Regions from separate parts of the Mus musculus genome. Here all the other regions are linked to region 2. The links are chromatin contacts, called in public HiChIP or PLAC-seq and capture Hi-C maps. All regions are on one chromosome and are shown on one strand. The core of a region is the stretch at or near the end of the contact, and the rest is flanking DNA. Distances in the headings are between cores, read along the strand shown. Region 1 overlaps Dlgap1 (DLG associated protein 1). Region 2 overlaps Gm26510 (a long non-coding RNA gene). Region 3 overlaps Dlgap1 (DLG associated protein 1).

Region 1 (4,511 bases), core at 821-3,320, 180 kb before region 2:
GTAAAGAGATTTGATGCCCTTTTCTGGAGTGTCTAAAGACAGCTACAGTGTACTCACATATAATAAATAAATAGATATTTTTTTAAAAAAAGAATATTATAGAATAGCCGGGCGTGGTGGCGCACGCCTTTAATCCCAGCACTCGGGAGGCAGAGGCAGGCGGATTTCTGAGTTCGAGGCCAGCCTGGTCTACAAAGTAAGTTCCAGGACAGCCAGGGCTATACAGAGAAACCCTGTCTCGAAAAAAACAAAAACAAAAAAAAAGTGCTTAAAGTATATGATTTCATATATGTGTATGTATATGTGTATATGTGTGTGTGTGTGTGTGTGTGTGTGTGTGTATGTGTGTGTGTATCAATTGCCAAGTCATACAAACACCTCCATGACCTAAAAATGAACATCTCCCTATAGCACTCTCTCTGCCAGTGGTCCTTTGGTTGTGACCCTCACAGAGGTCACATATCAGATGTTTATTTACATTGTGCACCATAACAATAGCAAGACTACAGTTGTGAAGTTGCAACAAAATAATTTTATAGTTGGGAGTCACTGCAACTTGAGAAACGGTATTAAAGGTTTAATTAAGCATTAAGCAGGTTGAGAACCACTGTTCTATCCCAATGCAAACCTACCTAGTGTCCCTAATAAATATTAGAAGCCTCTACCATAACGAGCTTAAAGCCAGACACTTTCTACTGCGAAGGCTTAACCAAACCTAATCGCCTGGAACACAGTTTGTCTCTGTCGGCAATGACTGACTTGGAGGCTTTGCTTCTCCGTGGAGCAGAGAGCAGATCGTTGAAGGTCGCTGTCCTGAAGAAGCTGGCGCACAGGAAGCAGTGAGCGTCACCTGGGCCAAGTGCCTCAGCTGGAACACCACTTCTTTCCACCATTCCCCAGCCACTCCACCCAACACACTCACAAGCACATACCCACCAACCAATGGTAGACACTGCAAAAGAAAACGCCACTCAGCTGCACAAGAGCAAATTGGTGGAGCATGGTAGCTCCTTGTACAATATATGTTTATACATATGTGTGTTTATATATATACATATATATGTATATTAGAGAGAGAGAGAACAGACAGGCTCAGAACACACTATATAACCATGAACTTATTTTGATCCTCCTGCTCAGCTTCTTAAATGGTGATATTACAGGCAGGAGCTATGATGCCCAGCCTGAAGAGACGTTAGTAGTCATAAATTGGATGAGCATGTGATAATGGGGTGCTGTACAACTAAGCAGCAGGGTATGGAGCTCTCTGCTCGGGAGACAGGGATGAGAACTGGGACTTCCCACAGACATTACCTCATGGTCTCAGCAGGGGGAGCAGAGGCGCTTTGCCCACACTTCACAGCCAGAGGCTCCTGGCTGGTTTTCCCTTTTGTGCTGTGAGTGGTAGGTGGAGTTTCCTTCTGTGAGCATCCCCGAGGACCATTTGTTTTGGCTTTTAGAACAGGAAGGGGGCACGGGGTGCGGGGAAAGCTACATGTGTGGGAGGGAATTTATGTTTCTTAGTAGTTGAATTCTTTTTCTCCTGAGGTAACCTGGGGTGAGGTGACCCATCTCTCCCTCTAGTTAAGGTAGTGACCCTCAATCTTCGTAAAGCGTCCACCCTTTAAAACAGTTCCTCGTGTTGCTGTGGCTCCCAACCCAAAGATTATTTCTGTTGCTACTTTGTAACTGTGAATTTGCTACTGTGATGAATCATGATGTAAACATCTGTTTTCCTACTTCTTATTCTAACCCCAAAGGGATCTCGACACACATGTTGGGAACCACTGAGTTAGAGGAATCGGAAACGTGCAGGAAAACTCCTTTATACCTGTTAGTCCCCTCTGATCTCTAACTGTGGATGAGATGACGCCTAAGGCGTAAAAGTTCTTCAGGGAAAAATGGATGGGCTTGTAGAACAGAGGAGGTAGCCCGTGAGAGGTGGATGGTGAGTATCCTGCAAAAATGGCCTTATAGCTCAGGAAATATGACGCAGCAGGATAGAACCTGCCAGGTGGGCAGAGCAGTCAACTTTGAAATCCCAGAGGCCAGCCCAGCCCTTCCGGTTTCCTGGAATGCTGTCCTTGTCACGTGGTGGTTGAGGAAAAACCCTGCAACAGCAACAGGGAAGCTGGAGTGACCCTCGTCCGCCACTAGGGGGCAGAGAAGCCGAGTGACTCGTATAAAGATACACATGCCAGGCTGAACCACCCCCCACCCCCCATCCCCACCCCGAGTCAAGGACTCACAGCCGGTATAGGCTGGCTCGCATAGCACAAGAGCCCACTGTCTCGCGGCCCAAAGCTGACGCCCTACCACTCAGACCAACAGTTGTGTGTCATGAGGAAGGTGGGACAGAGGTGACTCAGGGAAAAGCTGTTTTCCCCAACCCTGGCATTCGGTTAATCTCATTTCAAACCCTGTCACTCACCCAGAAAGACTGCTCAGCCTGCCTTACTTCCGCTGCTGGAGCCCTGGAATGTGGCAGCAGCAGCTGTCAGGGTGATGTGGAGGCCCAGCTGGGGTGGAGAGAGGAAAGGTACCACCCAAGGGTCGTCAGAGGATTGGAAGCAGTGAGGAGACCCATCCATCACTCAGTCGGGTCCAGCGCCACCCCACCTTACTGAGAAAGCTGCAGAAGGTGGAAGCCACCTCAACCCTATTTTTCTTCACGTGATAGAATGGAGACCGGGGCCTTTCGCATGCTAAGCAAGCATATAGACTGCATTGCCAGCCCTGATGTATTTTAGGTGCTGCTAATACTGAGTTTCTTCGCCGGGCGTGGTGGCGCTCCCAGCAGAGGCAGGCAAGGCCAGCCTGGTCTACAGAGTGAGTTCCAGGACAGCCAGGGCTACAAAGAGAAACCCTGTCTCAAAAAAACAAAAACAAAACAAAAAAATACTGAGTTTCTTCATGGATGTGTGAACAGAAGAGTCTCTAGGGTTGGGAGGTGTGACTCCTCCGTAGTAGAGCATTTGCCCAGCATGTGCAAGGTTTTCGGAGCTCAGCATCACAGAAAAGATAAAGGGAGGGGAAGAGAGAGAGAGAGAGGTTCCTTATGTATATGAAAGTATGCATCTATAGGGATCATGAATGCAAACAAAGCTTGGGAAATAAGGACTGATGTCAGCAGATATAAACAAGAAGACTCGTAACTGTGGCTTCTTATGTGGTGTTAGCCTTTCCTGTACACGGTCTTTGTTTAAACCTCAAGATTCCATCAGGGCAGCACCTTCAACACTGACATCGGGCAGTTGAGAGCCCATGCGCCTCTGATTACCCAGCTGACTTGATGCAGCTAGTTAGTGCCAACATTCTAATCAGTGTCTGTGTGATTCAAGCTGGGCTGGAGGAATGACCTCATGTGTGTGCTGGAAGTGAGTGTGTGGGCTGGAGAGATGGCTCAGCGGTTAAGAGCAGCACTGACTGCTCTTCCAGAGGTCCTGAGTTCAATTCCCAGAAACCACACGATGGCTCACAACCATCTGTCATGGGATCCAATGCCCTCTTCTGGGGTGTCTGAGGACAGCGACAGTGTACTCATATACATAAAATAAATAAATAATTCTTTAAAAGAAAAAGTGGGTGTGTAATATTTCCAACCAGCCAGGGAAGGGTTGCTGCAGGCAACAGGGAGAGGGAAAAGTCGAGAGTGAATGTATCCCTTCTGCCTGACCATATATAAACATACTTAATTTATATCGATGAATCTGTAGATATGATGTGTATTTATTATTAGCCTATATTTGTGCACATGTGTACTTGTGTATGTATATAGATATACAGATGGATGGATGGATAGATGGACAAGTGGGTGTAACTAAAGTAATCCAGTCACAGAAGGGGACAGATAATGTTACAGTAAAAAAAAAAAAAAAAAAAAAAAATCTTTGTAAAGGGAATAGAATCTATAGACTGCGTAATAATCCAACCTTCCAACTGGGCCAGATCCTTCACTGGGCCAAAGGAGCATCCCTAGGAAAGCAGCCTCACCTTAAACCACGCTAGAGAGAGAGGTCGAATAATTAGTCCTTTAATAAGATGCTGTGCTTTTCTCTCCAGAGTCCCCACCCCTAGGGCAGTAGCTTGCTGGCCACAGGGCTGCAGCATCTCAGGCTTATAGCTTGTAACCCTTCTGAATTATTTGGGAAATTCTACCTCTTCTCTCTCTCTCTCTCTCTCTTTGCTTTTTGGGTTTTTTTGTTTTTGTTTTTGTTTTTGTTTTTGTTTTTGTCGAGACAGGGTTTCTCTGTATAGCCCTGGCTGTCCTGGAACTCACTCTGTAGACCAAGCTGGCCTCGAACTCAGAAATCTGCCTGCCTTAGCCTCCCAAGTGCTGGGATTAAAGGCGTGCGCGACCACCGCCTGGCTGAATCCATTCTTAAATTCTTTTATTAATGAGACTAAGAACCCCCAAGTGGGGTCCCCAATTTCCCCTGTATCAACACGATATGATTCTGTGTATGTGAAGAACCTAGAGTAACCAAATGCATAGACCAGAGGAGAATAGT
Region 2 (4,142 bases), core at 1,136-3,635:
CAGATGTCTGGGAATCACATACATGCTAGGAGTCAAGCCTAGGTCCTCTGTAAGAATAACAAGTGCTCCAAACCACTGAGCATCTATCCAACCCCAGCCTTGTGCTTGAAATCGATATTAAATACACACAAGTTTCAAACCAGTTTGGTTGATTTCTGTATAAAACCCACTCTCCAGCTCCTCACAGTGATAACCACAGATATAATCAAAACCAGATTTGATATTTATATAACACTGACTACTTTATACACTTAGACATCACTTTCTGCTGTCTTCCCCCAAATTCACCTACTGAAACCCATCTTCATTCATTCATATTAAGAAGTGAGAACCTGGGGCTGGAGAGATGGCTCAGTGGTTAAGAACATTGACTGCTCTTCCGAAGGTCCTGAGTTCAAATCCCAGCAACCACATGGTTGCTCACAACCATCAGTAGTGATATCTGACGCCCTCTTGTGGTGTGTCTGAAGACAGCTACAGTGTACTGATTTATCATCCTGAGTGAGGTAACCCAATCACAAAAGAACACACATGATATGCACTCACTGGTAAGTGGATATTAGCCCAGAAGCTCAGAATACCTAAGATACAATTTGCAAAACACATGAAACTGAAGAAGATGGAAGACCAAAGTGTGGATACTTCGATCCTTCTTAAAAGGGGAAACAAAATACCCATGGAAGGAGTTACAAAACTGCCTCACCTGGGGATCCATCCCATAAACAACCACCAAACCCAGACACTATGGCAGATGTCAACAAGATTTTGCTGACAGGACCCTGATATAGCTGTCTCCTGAGAGGCTGTGCCAGTGCCTGGCAAATACAGAAGTGGATGCTCACAGTCATCTATTGGACAGGGCACAGGGTCCCCAATGAAGGAGCTAGAGAAAGTACCCAAGGAGCTGAAGGGGGTTTCAGCCCCATAGGAGGAACAACAATATGAACTATCCAGTACCCCCGAGCTCCCTGGGACTAAACCACCAACCAAAGAAAACACATGGAGGGACTCGTGGCCCTAGCTGCATATGTAGCAGAGGATGGCCTAGTTGGTCATCAATGGGAGAAGAGGCCCTAGGTCCCTGTGAAGGTTCTATGCCCCAGTATAGGGGAATGCCAGGGCCAGGAATGGGAGTGGGTGGGTCGGGGAGCAGGGCGAGGGGGGAGTGGATAGGGGATTTACGGAGGGAAAACTAGGAAAGGGGATAACATTTGAAATGTAAATAAGGAAAATATCTAATAAAAAAGAAAAAAAAAAATCTTTGGGCCGGAGCAAGTGGGGCCAACCAGAGCGAGCAGAGGTCCTAAATTCAATTCCCAGCAACCACATGATGGCTCACAACCATCTGTAGAGCTACAGTGTACTCATATACATTAAATAAATAAATAAATAAATAAATCTTTAAAAAAAAAAAAGTGGTGACTTGGCTGATGAGGTTGGAGAAGAACCCAGGAATGGAATCAGAGAGAATAAGAGGCACCCTCACCAGACACTGACTTTATTGGCACCTTGATTTTAGACCCTAGGATCACAGGAACACATTTCTGTTGTTTGTGAATTTGTCACAACAGCTCAAATGGATTAAGATAGGTCCTTTTGTTCATCTGGGGAAGATGGCTCAGCAGCAACGCCAGGAAGCCTCAACAGATATGACTCCAGCTTAGCCACAATGGCTTTGCAGTTTTAAAAGCAGCGACCCTCCCTGCCCTGTGGAAGCAAGGTAGCTAGCTGTTCCTTTTCCATGACTCTCGGCCACACCCTCTTCTGTGCCCTGCAGTGACTTTCCCTTCAAGCTGCAAGTAAGCAGGAGAGGCCCAGCTCGCCATCTGAGTTTTGTCTTGTGTGTGAGGTAAACTGCCTACGTTTCTGTTGGCTTCGGAGTTTATATTTACTTGATTCAAACTTTTTGATCAACTCAGGAAATTAGGCTCCATCCTATAGCTGCTGTTCTATGAGAGAATATCCTATCTTACAAAATTGGAAGGTTCCAGCTTCTTTTATGGTTTCTACTCTCCACACTTGCTTTCGAGTTTAATACTGAGATGGCAAACTTATATACATGCCAAAGATTTGTCTTCAAACAGATTAATGATTATTATTTGGGGGTTTTGTTTTGTTTTGGGAAGGGCGAGCCGAGGAAGCCATGAATGAGGAGAGCAGACGAAGCCTCGAGCTAAGGTGTATTGTAGCCACAGGTGAGGCCATGTCAAGGACCTCAGCTCCATGGGAAAGGACACACTTCCCTCCACCCCACTACACTAGTGGGGCTCCAAGGGCTGGTAAAACCTTCCTGTTGTCTGAGTGTGAATGTCGTCAGTGTGTGCAAGTGTTGGTGTTTGCTAACGGGTGAACAGTGTGTGCAAAAACTACCCAACCACAGCTTCCTTCTCCAGGGTATTTACAGCCTGAGAGAGACTGCTGCTTGGGAGACCTCCTGTGAAGACTAGCTCACCCCCTTCTGTGCTGCACCTGCAGCTGGTTCATCGGTTTCTCTGTCCATGTGTCTGTGTGTCTGTCCTTTCTTCGTTGCCAGTGCTCCCAACCAGGTTTCCAGAACCCAAACCACACAATTCACAAAAGGGGGATGGCGTTAGATTTCCCTCTTTATAAAATCGTGTCGTCTACAAACAGGATTAGTTAGCCACGTCTTTCCTATGCAGATGGCCTTTCGATCCTAATTCACTAACTAAACCCTTTGAGCCGTCTTAGGAAGGCCCTCCCCTGTCCTTCCTGGAAGCGATGCAACCATGGGATTGAGACCTTGCTTGCATGCAGTAGCCCTCAAACTAGCACCAACATGAAGGACTGGAATGACCAGGATTGGTTTCTATTGGTTCAGTCCTGCCAGAGTCAGCGGGTGACATTTTACAGACTTTGCCTAGTGTCTAAGGGAGCGGATGAGCGAGTCCCTGAGTAGAGTCCAGGCAGTACGCAGATCTGTGCACTTGAAAGGAAGAATGTGGAGGGAAAGAGAGATGTCCTTTCATTTAATGGAGATGACATGGCCGTGATTTAGTATGTGATATTTGTGGAAACAGTGCAACACATGACAAAGATTCCAGATTAAAACTGAAAACTCAAAGGAACAGGTTTTTAAAAACTATGTAGAACTCCTTAGAGTATTTATGGTAATGCAAAGTGCTGTATTATGTTCATGGATCCTTCAGCTAATAGAGGAATCGTTTTAGCTCTGGACAGTATATTTTGATTTTTTGCTATAGCTACTGATGGAATTCTATAGATTAAAGGATATATGTAGTAGTAGTAAATATTACTTTTTCCCTGATAGACCCAGGAAAAACAACAAAAAAGTCGGTGTAAATAAAGTGTGTAATGACTGTGCTAAGAGAGCGTGGAAGATGGAGGCTTTGTCTCTCCGAAGCAGATGGAAAGGGAGTGTCCTGTGGACGATGAGAGCAAGGCCGGCTGCCGACTTAGATTAATGGCACCCCAACACCCTGAAAGAACTCGCAGATGTGGTCACCGCACACAGAACTCAGAAAGAAGACAGAGATGAGCAAACAAGTTCCAGATTTCCCAGCCCGCCTTGCAGGGCTGTGCGCTGGAGAAGTCCAGTGACTGGCTTGAAGGGAAGATGAAAGGGAATTCCTTCGTGTTTATTCAAGAGCATGGTGGCTGTCAGGCATTATCACAAATTCTCCAAATCTGAGATCATTTGGTAACACATCCCTCATGGAACAGGCAAATGCCACAGTCATTTATCTGGTAACATCCTGGCGAATGCAGTACAGAGTCCTTTCTGTCCTGGTATTTATCTCACGAGACCAGTTTTAAAGGCACAGAGGGAGTAAAATTATCATAACAGAGCCAACTGCATCTACCTGTTAAGGAATACACACTCACGCACATGTGTACATGCGCGCGCACACACACGCACACGTGTGCACACACATGAACACATGTACATGCACACACACACATGCAGCTATTGTACTCCCTTATATTCATAGAAAATAAATAGAAATTGTCAGCTCCCATTCAATGTCAACTGTTCATTCACTTAAGGATCTTGCTGATACTGAGACAAAATGTCATGCATTGTGGACTAGCAGGGGTAAGGTACCAAAACCTGGGGATTTCATATGACCAAAGGTAGTGGGAAGAAAGGAAAATCAGATTTC
Region 3 (4,309 bases), core at 138-2,637, 140 kb before region 2:
ACACTCTTTCAAATTCCTCCTTCACACCAGTTAGTTTCAAAGGTTTAAGAACTGGGGCTGACGAGATGGCTCAGCGGTTAAGAGCACTGACTGCTCTTCTGAAGGTCCTGAGTTCAAATCCCAGCAACCACATGGTGGCTCACAACCCCATAATGAGATCTGATGCCCTCTTCTGGTGTGTCTGAAGACAGCTACAGTGTACTTATATATAACAATAAATAAATCTTTAAAAAAAAAAAGGTTTAAGAACTACATGGTAAAAAAACACAAAAAACAAAAAACTACATGGTTAGATTTTAGTCATAGCAGTAACCCCACGTCTGAAACCAATTTTCTTTCTTTTTTTTTAAAGATTTGTTTATTATATGTAAGTACACTGTAGCTGTCTTTAGACACACCAGAAGAGGAAGTCATATCTTGTTATGGATGGTTGTGAGCCATCATGTGGTTGCTGGGATTTGAACTCAGGACCTTCGGAAGAGCAGTCAGTGCTCTTAACCACTGAGCCATCTCTCTAGCCCCCCCCTTTTTTAAAGATTTGTTTATTTATTATATGTAAGTACATGAAACCAATTTTCTGTATGACTTAAGTCTGCCTGCTTATTTATGTTGCTTTGATCAAAATATCTCAGAGATTGGCTTCAAGTAGCAAAGATTTGTTTTATGGTTTCAGGAGAATCAGTTCATGGCTGCTTGGTCCCATGTGCTTGGGCAGAGCATCACTGGACTGGAAACACGTGATACAGTTCTTCACCTGAGGCCGACAAGAATCAGAGGAATAAGGAATAGCAATTACCTTCAGTAGCCCCAGTGACCAAGCTCCCCAGCCACGGCCCTGCTTCCCAGAGTTTTTCTCACTGCACAAGTACTTCCTCCAGTACTTGTGCTAGTCAGACCATGAGCCTTGTTTCACAGTGAATGCTGTGTGAATTCAGACCTGTGAGCACTCAACGGAAAAGAAAGTCAGAATCTTTTCCTATATGTTTGTGGAAAGAGAATTGACACAGAGACACTTTGACTTACAAAACAAACAAACAAACAAAAAACTCCCCTGCTCTGTTTCACTTGCCACTTAGAGAGCCCCTGCCCCTTCTCCTACTGCAGCCCTCCCATTGTGCTTGGTACTTAGACCGTAAGAGTTTGCTGACTATAAACAAACATACAAAAAGATATCTTGGCATTAAAAACTTACAGGAATCAGTTGGTTCTCTGCACTGTATGGTTCCCAGGGATCCAACTTAGGTCATCAAGTGAGCCACCTCACCAGCCCCAAGTCCCTATTTTTCAGAATAAAAGAAAGAGCTCACAGCAGGCTCATGACTGGGCCGAACAAGCTCTAGAGAAGCCACACCACCGTTCTCTTTGACCACAATGACAGCCACTATAAGAGATTCCTCCTTTGATCACAAGTGACTTCATATTTACACAGGTGTAAATATTTGAGCGCTTAGTGATCTCAGCTAAACGAGATACTAAAACAAAAAGTAAAAAGCAAGAGAGGGGCCTGAGAAACAGAGGCCCGAGAAACAGCCACTTTAAGTCTAAGGCTACAATCCCTGCTTTGCCCTCCTAGAAATTCTGGGTTCAACACACTCCATACCATCTCCTTAAACAACCAAACAACCAGCACCCACCCTTCTCGGTTCTCTTTCCTTTGCTTAACAATGATGTAACCTAATCAGATCGTTCCTAGCACCTGAGTTTTAAAGGCGCGCCCTTCACAGGTTTCAAATTTCAAAAGCCTGAAGTCCAGCCTAAATCCAAGCTGACCTCAAATGTATGGCCCTTAATTCTACAGAGAGCCCCCCCCGCCCCCCGCCCACCCCTTCCTTTTCCTTTTCCCCTCCTCTCTGCCTCTCTTCCTTTCTTCTCTCCCTTCTATTTTCTCTCTTTCCATTTCTTCCTCTTTGCATGTATATTTTGTTTTTTAAAGATCATTTAGTTCTCAGAAAGCAAAGAGACTATGACTTTCACTTAAGCAAAGCTGTGCTAAAATATGTCAGTGAGACTGAAGTACTAGCTCAGCAGTTAAGACCATGAGCTCCTGTAGAGGGCCTAGGTTGGTCTCTTGCACCCACTCTTCACTTGGAAGCTCTGACTGGAAAGAGTACATTTTTCAGGGAGGCTTGACCTCAGTCTCCTGCCCCTTTCTTTTGTACTTTACTTTGTATAATGAGTTATGTTGGGTCTTTATCAGAAATGCTGCCAGCTCACAAATCACCAAGACTGCTGTGGCAGAGGGGAATACATTTTCAGATCCCACAAGAACCTTGACAGGAGCTTGGTGCAAAAGCCCCTAAGAAGAAAGAACGGCCTAAGAGTCACATTCTCAACTTAGTCGCCAGACTTAGTTCTGAAAGACAAGTGCTATGGAAGCAAAGGACTAAAGAGGATGACCAGAAACTGGGGGGGGGGGGGGGGGCGGGCGGACGACCTCTGCCCTGGTATGACTGAATTTGCCTCCCTAAAATGTCCACTTGGCTTGAACGTCACTGGACCGCCAGGCAGGTCCAGACAGCAAACAAATGTCAGCATAGAAAGGTAGCGCTGTAGGTGAGCACTTACCTAGTTCCTGCTTAGGCCTGGATTCAAACTCTCCAGCCTTCACACACACACCACACCACACCACACCACACCACACTGAAGATGGCGATGCTTAGCTGTTGCTCCTTTGTGTCGCCCCCCACCCCCTTTCTGCGCAAGAACCTGTAAGAGCATTTGAAAACTGTTACACATAGAAACATTGTGGCAACACTGTAGAAAGTCTTTTCATCAGAAACACCCACTTGTTTCACAGGCACAAGGGCCCCATCCCTGCCTGCTAGTCAGCAGCTTGTCACTCAGTCTTCAGAACACACAGGGCATTGTCCTCTGCACTGGTTAATCCAGTCTCTCTTCGCTGGCTTTCTGCATCCTAGGCCTTGTTCAGAAGTGTAATCATTACACACTGGGCCTGCAGGGCGTGCAGGGAGAGCATCAAGACTGGGAAGTGGGGGGGGGGGGGTTTGCAAGCTATGAGATCAGGCTCAGCTTTCAGGATTACCCCCTTCACAGAGTTTAATCTTGGTGACCCCTTTCCTGTGTCCCTATCAGCAATTTAAAACAATCACAACTTGATCACGCCCTCTGCCCACAAGGGACTCTGCACTTGAAAGAGACAGGGCAGTTTTGTGGTGCAGAACAGCCTTTGAAAGTTCTGAGTGTAAGTAAGAAAGCCTTTGCTTATGGGACTGAAGGGGTAGGAAGTACAGCTTGTGCGTGTCGTCGTCGTCGTCCCCCCCCTGCAGTTCAAAGGCGCCGCCTTTAATCCCCAACAGTTTTCATTTTGCTTAACTTTTATTTCTTTATGGGTGGCTAAACTGCAAACGTCTATTAATCTAGTGCCAAGTAATTTTTCTTAAGAAGGTGGATCCATTACCGGATCCACAGCCGGGAGGGAGATGGCTCTCAAGAATGCTGGTAGGACAGTTTTCTGTGGCTGAAACAGAGAGGAAAGTGGGCCACTCTTCTCTCTATGGAGCAGATTCCTTCCCTGGCGAGTGTGCTCTGCTGGAACACAAGCGGACTAGTATATTTGGAAATTCAATCCCCTGGCAATCAGAGATCTTTGGGGAGAGAAGACTAAATATTTCTGCAGTTGTGATTTTTTTGTGTGTTAGTAGAACAGCCAAAATGTCAGCCGTGGTGATGTGAACACTGTCCAAGTCACACACGGGCAGCTGAAGAGAAAGCTTAACGTCAGGAAGGGGCATTTAGCATTTAGGGACAAAGTTGAAGGAACAGAGAAACAGCCAAGAAGTGAGTGGGACATTTTACTAGAATTTTCCTGCCTCTCTTGTTAAACCAAAGAGACTTCTGAACATGACTTTCAAACTTGCATACCACACACATGACTTTCAAACTTGCACAACTTACCCCACTCCCCCCCCCCCACACACACACACACTGGCTCATTGGAGAATTAACAACTCACATAAGTAACAAGAGCTGATCATATCAACAGCTTTTGATGTGTGTGTGTGTGTGTGTGTTTGTGTGTTGAGAAAGTTTCTCACCATGTAGTCCTGACTGTTCTGGAGCTCTCTATGAAGAGCAGGCTGGCCTTGAACTCACAGAGATCCACCTGCCTCTGTCCCCCAAGCACTGGGCTAGATGTAGTCAGTGGTGAGACAGACTAATGTGAATGGCCTGGATGGTGATATGTATGACTATCTTTATGTTGTTGTTGTTGTTGTTGTTGTTATGTGTGTGGTTTTTTGAGACATGGCTTCTCTGTGTGGCTCTGTCTGTCTGGGAACTTACTAGTAAA

What was found. HiChIP or PLAC-seq counts read pairs in DNA pulled down with a chosen protein or histone mark. Capture Hi-C pulls out chosen DNA fragments and counts their contacts.
Region 1: a contact with region 2 is called in a capture Hi-C map of embryonic stem cells, with 4 times the contacts expected there. The contact joins two enhancer-like sites. A contact is called at or near these places in 2 of 15 datasets of contacts at CTCF or cohesin (the NIH/3T3 cell line and stem cell-derived epiblast-like cells), 4 of 484 Hi-C or Micro-C datasets (bone marrow-derived macrophages and embryonic stem cells), 16 of 115 datasets of contacts at active chromatin or transcription factors (astrocytes, bone marrow-derived macrophages, craniofacial prominence and 7 more) and 1 of 9 other capture datasets (embryonic stem cells).
Region 3: an H3K27ac HiChIP or PLAC-seq map of embryonic stem cells shows a contact between it and region 2, with 13 read pairs. The contact joins two enhancer-like sites. A contact is called at or near these places in 3 of 484 Hi-C or Micro-C datasets (all in embryonic stem cells), 9 of 115 datasets of contacts at active chromatin or transcription factors (differentiating embryonic stem cells, embryonic stem cells, epiblast stem cells and 2 more) and 1 of 9 other capture datasets (embryonic stem cells).

The regions. Positions count from the first base shown.
Region 1 is chr17:70,736,256-70,740,766 of GRCm38.p6, forward strand. The region is part of intron 6 of Dlgap1 (DLG associated protein 1); the gene reads left to right. Among named protein-coding and RNA genes, the nearest start is that of Gm36746, 21 kb to the left of the region's middle. Within about 2 kb of position 2,071, at least 213 of the 459 cell types and tissues checked have an H3K27ac peak or open chromatin away from gene starts, as enhancers often do. A contact at or near this core is called in differentiating embryonic stem cells, embryonic stem cells and stem cell-derived epiblast-like cells, where this site is marked.
Region 2 is chr17:70,913,891-70,918,032 of GRCm38.p6, forward strand. All of the region lies in intron 1 of Gm26510 (a long non-coding RNA gene), which reads right to left. The region is part of intron 1 of Gm52315 (a long non-coding RNA gene); the gene reads left to right. Among named protein-coding and RNA genes, the nearest start is that of Gm52315, 4.0 kb to the left of the region's middle. Within about 2 kb of position 2,386, at least 47 of the 459 cell types and tissues checked have an H3K27ac peak or open chromatin away from gene starts, as enhancers often do. A contact at or near this core is called in differentiating embryonic stem cells, embryonic stem cells and stem cell-derived epiblast-like cells, where this site is marked.
Region 3 is chr17:70,778,299-70,782,607 of GRCm38.p6, forward strand. All of the region lies in intron 8 of Dlgap1 (DLG associated protein 1), which reads left to right. The region is part of intron 3 of Gm41609 (predicted gene, 41609); the gene reads right to left. Among named protein-coding and RNA genes, the nearest start is that of Gm41609, 26 kb to the right of the region's middle. Within about 2 kb of position 1,388, at least 46 of the 459 cell types and tissues checked have an H3K27ac peak or open chromatin away from gene starts, as enhancers often do. A contact at or near this core is called in differentiating embryonic stem cells and embryonic stem cells, where this site is marked.